2 separate regions of the Ovis aries genome follow, and region 1 is linked to region 2. Evidence: chromatin contacts called from public Hi-C data. All regions are on one chromosome and are shown on one strand. Each heading gives the region's core, a stretch centred on a gene start, on an enhancer-like site or on the middle of the called end of the contact. The rest is flanking DNA. Distances are from core to core; before and after follow the strand shown.

Region 1 (3,218 bases), core at 458-2,957, 46 kb before region 2:
ACTCATCAGTGGCTTCTGTCTGCTCTTAGAATCAAGACCAAAACACTTCACATGGCTCACAAAGCCTGGTGCCACCTGCGTCTGCCTTCGCTTTTTTAAAAATGTAAATCAATTTTCTGATTAAACCTCTTCAATGACTTTTGGCTGCTCTTAAAAATAAAATTGAAACTCTGTAGGCTGCAGGGCCCCGCATGCCTCTCCAAACCCAGCTCACACCACCTATCCTCTCCTTCACGACCTTCTGGCTGTACTGTTCTCTTCCAGTCTTTCCCATATGCCAGGCTCTTTCCTACCCCAGGGTTTTTATGTTAGCTGTCTCCTCTACCTGCAAAGCTTTCTCCCAAGCTCTTCAAATGTCTGGCTCATTCTCCTCCTTTGTGATTCGATTCAAACATCACTCCCTCAGAACATTCTTTCCTGAACACCTGTTTAAAATAAACTTAAATAAAATAGAGACTTCCCTATCAGTCCAGTGGTTAAGATTTCTCCTTCTAATCCAGGGGGTGCAGGTTTGATCTCTGGTCTGGGAGTTAAGGTCCCACATGCCTTGTGGCCAAAAAAACCAAAACATAAAACAGAAGCAATATTGTAATAAATTCAATAAAGACTTTAAAAATGGTCCACTTCAAAAATCTTAAAATAAAATGACCTCTGTATCAGTGCCCTCTATTAGCACAACCTGCTTATTTCTTTCATGGCACTTACTGCCATCCGAAGTTATTTTATTTGCACATTCATTTGTCATTGGCCCCACCAAGAATGTAAGCTCTGTTTTGTTCACCACTCTATCCTTAGGGCCTAGTCGATGTATTACACATAGTAGACTCATTATAAATACTTGCTGTGTAAATGGATAGCCAGGGTCCTAGAATCACTGTGGACAGTGACTACAGTCATGAAATTATAAGACTGTTGCTGTTTGGAAGGGCTTCCCTTGTGGTTCAGAGGCTAAAGCGTCTCCCTGCAATGCGGGAAACCTAGGTTCGATCCCTGGGTCAGGAAGATCCCCTGGAAAAGGAAATGGCAACCCACTTCAGTATTCTTGCCTGGAGAATCCCATGGACAGAGAAGCCTGGTAGGCTACAGTCCACAGGGTCGCAAAGAGTCGGACACGACTGAGAGAGAAGAAAAGCCGTGACAAACCTAGACAGTGTATTAAAAAGCAGAGACATCACTTTGCCAACAAAGGTCCATATAGTCAAAGCTATGGTTTTTCCAGTAGTCATGTATGCATGTGAGAGTTGGGCCATAATGAAAGCTGAGCACCACAGAAAGGATGCTTTCAAACTGTGGTGCTAGAGAAGACTCTTGAGAGCCCCTTGGACAGCAAGGAGATCAAACCAATCAATCCTAAAGGAAATCAGCCCGGAATATTCACTGGAAGAGCTGTTCGGAAACTGAAGCTCTAATATTTTGGTCACCTGATACAAAGAGCCGACTCATTGGAATAGACCCTGATGCTGGGAAAGACTGAGGGCAGAAGGGGGCAATGGCGGATGAGATGGTTTGATGACATCACTGACTCAATGGACATGAGTTTGAGCAAACTCTGGGAGATAGTGAAGGACAGGGAGGCCTGATGTGCTGCAGTCCATGGGGTCGCAAACAGCTGGACATGACTTAGCGACTAAAGAACAGAGTCCTAGAGCCAGTGATAGCTCTGGAAATCCTTCTTTGCTATGTTAAAAGGTATTTCCCCTTTCTTCCAGCAGGTGGAGCCAAAGCCACACCTGGTCCTTTGCAGGGGTCTGTGGTTGGCCTGGCTGATAGAGAAGAGGGAGGGAGACGCAGGGTTTACTGTGATGCTGGATCCAAGAGTGAAGAAAGTCAAGGTGGGAGCTGTCCAGAAGAGACGTGGAGCAGCCCAGTGATCCAAGCCGTCTCTGAGATCCCAGATTGCTTTCCCACTTCCCCCACCTGTCCCGCCTCCTAAATCATGCCCTCAAAAGTCAGAAGGGGTTTTTGAGAAGAGCAATTTTCTGTGAACATGAAACTGGAGAGGCAAGGGTTTTCAATTCCAAATCCTCATTGTATAGTTGGGGGAAACTGAGACCAGGGAAGTCGGTGAGTGGGAATTGGGTGTAGCTGACAAAGCCTTCGCTCATTAATTCATTACAGTCTTAGCTCATTAATTTGGCTCCACACAGCCCACCCCTTCCCTCCTTGCCTGGTGCCATGATGAGGGCATTGATTCCCAGAGTTGCCCTAAAGATGCAGGAGGCAGGAACAGCTTATGAGAGGCACGCTGGAGCCAAGACATGCTGGAGTACCAGAGGTCAGAGGTATGTTCCAGGGCCAGGCAGGTGGCCTGCATATAACCTAGAGCTGGGAAGTTGGCAGGGGTCTTGGATTTTCTCCTGAAGATGTGTTAGCCACTCGGTCGTGTCCAACTCTTTGCAATCCCACGGACTGTAGTTGGCCAGCCTCCTCTGTCCCTGGAATTCTTCAGGCAAGAATACTGGAGTGGGTTGCCAGTCCCCTTTCCAGGGGATCTTCCCAACCTAGGAATGGAACCTGGGTCTCCGCACTGCAGATAGATTCTTATCATCTGAACCACCAAGCAAGTGTCAAGTTCTAAATGACTTAACCCTTTTTTTTAAAATTTGCATTTTAAAAAGATGCTAGAGATAAGGGTTCCTGAAAAGATCAGGTAGAACATTTCCACCTGATAATGGGGACTCAAGAAGTTTCTAACCTGGAGAGCTACTTGGTTATCTTAAATAGCTTGCAGAAGGAATTAGATATGGTTTGAGGAGATCAAATCGAGGCCAGTGAAGACACAGGTACAATCATGCAGGTGAGGGAAGATAAAACCTGGGAAGCTATTGCAGGGAGGGGGGAAGAAGCAAACTTGGGTGGTTTAGGGAATTTCTGTTTTAAAGATGGGATTTGGTGCTTATTGATTAGAGTGGAGGGAGAGGGAGGTGTCAGTGAAGTGAAGTAGCTCAGTCGTGTGCAACTCTTTGCAACCGGAGTCCTTGAATGCTCCAGCTGTAGAGACTGGACCAGAACAGCCTCTGACCCTGAGAGCAGCTCCAAAGGCAGCAGTGGGACCTGGCTTGGTGGTGGCAGAACTATTGGTTCACATAATAGCCTAAAGCAGTGGTTCAAGAACACAGGCTCTAGAGTGAGATTACTTCCCTGACAGTTCAGATGGTAAAGCGTCTGCCTGCAATGCAGGAGACCCGGGTTCGATCCCTGGGTCAGGAAGATCCTCT
Region 2 (3,028 bases), core at 231-2,730:
CCACGCTTGAAACAGTCTTTTGCAATAATAAAAATTATTTTTTGAAAAGATCCTACACTTAATACTGACTGGTTGCTGCCATGATTCCAAGTGCTTCACATGGAATTCATTTAATCCAACACTCAAAAGAGTAGTGGAGTTACTATTCACTCATTTAATCCAACATTCCGTCCGAGGACAGTCCAGAGAGGTTGTCATTTACCCAAGTTACACAGCTACAGAGTGGAGGAGCCGAGATTCCAACTCAGCCATCTGACCACTGAGCCAACAGCTGGGAAGGTCCTCGGGATTATGGACCAGCGCCTCGCAGCTCTATCACAGATCAATGCCTGAATGACTGAAGGCCTGAAGGTGGATGGAGTCTTCTCTGCCTAGTAACCACCTGCCTGAAAGCAGCGGGCCCCGCCCCAGCAGCGAACGCCAAGAACGCGCGCCAGGGGGTCTGCGGCGGCTCGGCGGGAGCGGTCCTCGCACAATGCAGGTGCCGGTGTTGCCTCCCTTCCGCCACTTTGAGGCTCCTGGACAGGCCCGGCCGCCGCTTCCTGCACACACACCCCCGGTCTGCGACGTCCGGCTGCCCGCCCTCCACCCCGTAAGTCCCAACCTTGGAGTCGGGGGAGGGTTCACTTCCTGGCTGTGTACTGGGGAGGTCTGCCAGCGGTGCCACCATGGATTTGTTGCCCCCTGGTCCTTCCTGTCCCGAGCCCCTTCGTTGACACATCGAGTGTCAGGGCGGTCTGGGACTCAGAGGCAGTTTAAATTCAGCACCCACCCAGCCATCCCACAAGTATAACAAAAATAGTTTCTATGTCATGGAACACCTTCTAGGTGATGGGAAGGCCCAAGGGAGAGCTCCCCATGGATAATCTCGTTTAATCTTCAGGACGGCCATGCCTATCCTTATCTGACAAGTTGGATACTGAAAACCAGATTGTGAAGTGCCCTTCTCAGAGCAGCAGTGAGGGGGTGGAGGAGCCCGATCTGTCTGATACCAGTGTCTTGCTTGTTCCTGCCCAGTGTTCTGTGTAGCCCATCCAGCGTTTTGGCCCAGGGACTGGAGCCAGGCCTGGGAAGACAGATCTGGAAGGGTGCTTCCCTGGTCTCAGGAAGCATCCCTTCTGGTGGGGGAAGACTTCCTAGTGCTGGGTGATCTCAGAACTCACAGAAAGGCACGCCTGAGCACTCAAGTTCAAAGAGATTTCAGATGGAGCAAGTACATTGCACAAAGCCTGAGATTGAGAGAGGGCCTCCAGGCCAAACTCCTGCAACAACACAGCAATAACCACTGCCTTTCCCCTCAACTCACCTTCCTACAGCCTCTGCCTGCTGAGATTGGATGCTCCATCTATGGGGATATCTCTGAGTGTGTGTTTGGCAAAAGCTCATCTCTTCCCCACAAGACATGATGTAGGAAAGGCCTAGGCAGTGATGTCCTGGTAAATATTTAACAACTGGAATGGGATAGGGGACAACCTGATTTGTAGCATTTGCAGGCTTCCACAGAGTAAACACTCCACCGTGGGCAATGTGAAGCTATCAAAGCTGGAGTTGTACAGTAGCACACCATTCTATAATACTTCCACCATAACAGGTACAATAGATAATAGTAAAATACAGTAAAAACAAGTGGGGAATGATGAGTTTGGAGTCTCTACGATCTTTGTTTTTAATGTTTATTTATATGTAAATTTATATAAAGTGAAAGTCACTCAGTCATGTCCAACTCTTTGTGACCCTACGGACTGTAGCCCGCCAGGCTTCTCTGTCCATAGGATTCTCCAGGCCAGAATACTGGAGTGGATAGCCATCCCCTTCTCCAGGGGATCTTCCCAACCCAGGGATCAAACCCAGGTCTCCCGCATTGCAGGCGATCCTTTTACCATTTGAGCCACCAGGGAATCCCTGGTAAATATATAAATGTATAAAATTTATATAATTTTATTTTTTATGGCTGCGGAGGGTCTTTGTTGCTGCAAGTGGGGGCTACTCTCTAGTTGTGGTGTGTAGGCTTCTCACTGCAGTGACCTCTTGTTGCAGAGCACGGGCTCTAGGGTGTTCAGGCTCAGCAGCTGTGGCTCTAGGGTGTTCAGGCTCAGTAGTTGTGGTACTACTGAGTAAGCTGTGGCTTACTTGCCTTGCAGCTTGTGGAATCTTCCTGGACCAAGGATTGAACCCGTATCCCTGCACTGGCGGCTGGATTCTTAACCACTGGACCACCAGGGCAGTCTTAATTTAATTTGTAATGACCACATGCAACAACCAGCTTCCATGATTCCTGAAAAGTCAATAACCAGCTCTCACTGAGCTAGTGCAAGCTTTTCCAGCCCAGCACTGGGCCTAGGTAACTCAGGCCCCTGGCAGCAGCTCCTTTGGCTGCCTTGGGGCTCCTGCGCACAGGAGTCATTGTCTCTCTAGTCTGTGTTTCCCTCTAGTGGACAGAAGAGTCATTCCGGGTGATTCTCTGGCTCCACCTGTGCTCAGAGCTCAGCACCCAGGTATGGATGTCACTTTTCATGGGAAAAGTTTCTTAAGGGGAGTTCATATGGTTTCACAATTATCTTCACGCACCAGGCATGTAGCATTCCAATTCTATGAGGGGCCGTGCCTGCAGGGCCCCTGGGCCACAGCCATGACTGCAACCTCCAGAGCATCTCAAAGTCCCATCTCACCCACCATGTGACCGCTTAGGCTTGCTACATCAGCTCCCCCTCACTCCCATCAGGTCTATCTCTAAAAAAGGCAAACTTGTCAGCACCTGATTGTATTAGGGTTTGTGTTTTCATATAATTCATAGCCCGCTAGTGAAACACCAATGAGGACCATTCACATATGAGAAAGGCTTTCCTGATAGCTCAGTTGGTAAAGAATCTGCCTGCAATGCAGGAGACCCTGGTTCAATTCCTGGGTCGGAAGATCCGCTGGAGAAGGGATAGGCTACCCATTCCAGTATTCTTGGGCTTCCCTAGTGGCTCAGCTGGTAAAGAATCTGGGTTGGGTTCAATCCCTGGGTTGGGAAGATCCCCTGGAG

Evidence for each region. A called contact is a pair of places that touch in the nucleus more often than the background predicts.
Region 1: a contact with region 2 is called in a Hi-C map of liver, with 5 times the contacts expected there. The contact joins two enhancer-like sites. A contact is called at or near these places in 8 of 16 Hi-C or Micro-C datasets (hypothalamus, liver, mixed tissues and 3 more).

The regions. Positions count from the first base shown.
Region 1 is chr1:14,588,125-14,591,342 of ARS-UI_Ramb_v3.0, reverse strand. No RefSeq gene overlaps it. Among named protein-coding and RNA genes, the nearest start is that of MFSD2A, 16 kb to the right of the region's middle. Within about 2 kb of position 1,707, at least 1 of the 54 cell types and tissues checked has an H3K27ac peak or open chromatin away from gene starts, as enhancers often do. A contact at or near this core is called in liver, where this site is marked.
Region 2 is chr1:14,542,428-14,545,455 of ARS-UI_Ramb_v3.0, reverse strand. No RefSeq gene overlaps it. Among named protein-coding and RNA genes, the nearest start is that of MYCL, 16 kb to the right of the region's middle. Within about 2 kb of position 1,480, at least 2 of the 54 cell types and tissues checked have an H3K27ac peak or open chromatin away from gene starts, as enhancers often do. A contact at or near this core is called in liver, where this site is marked.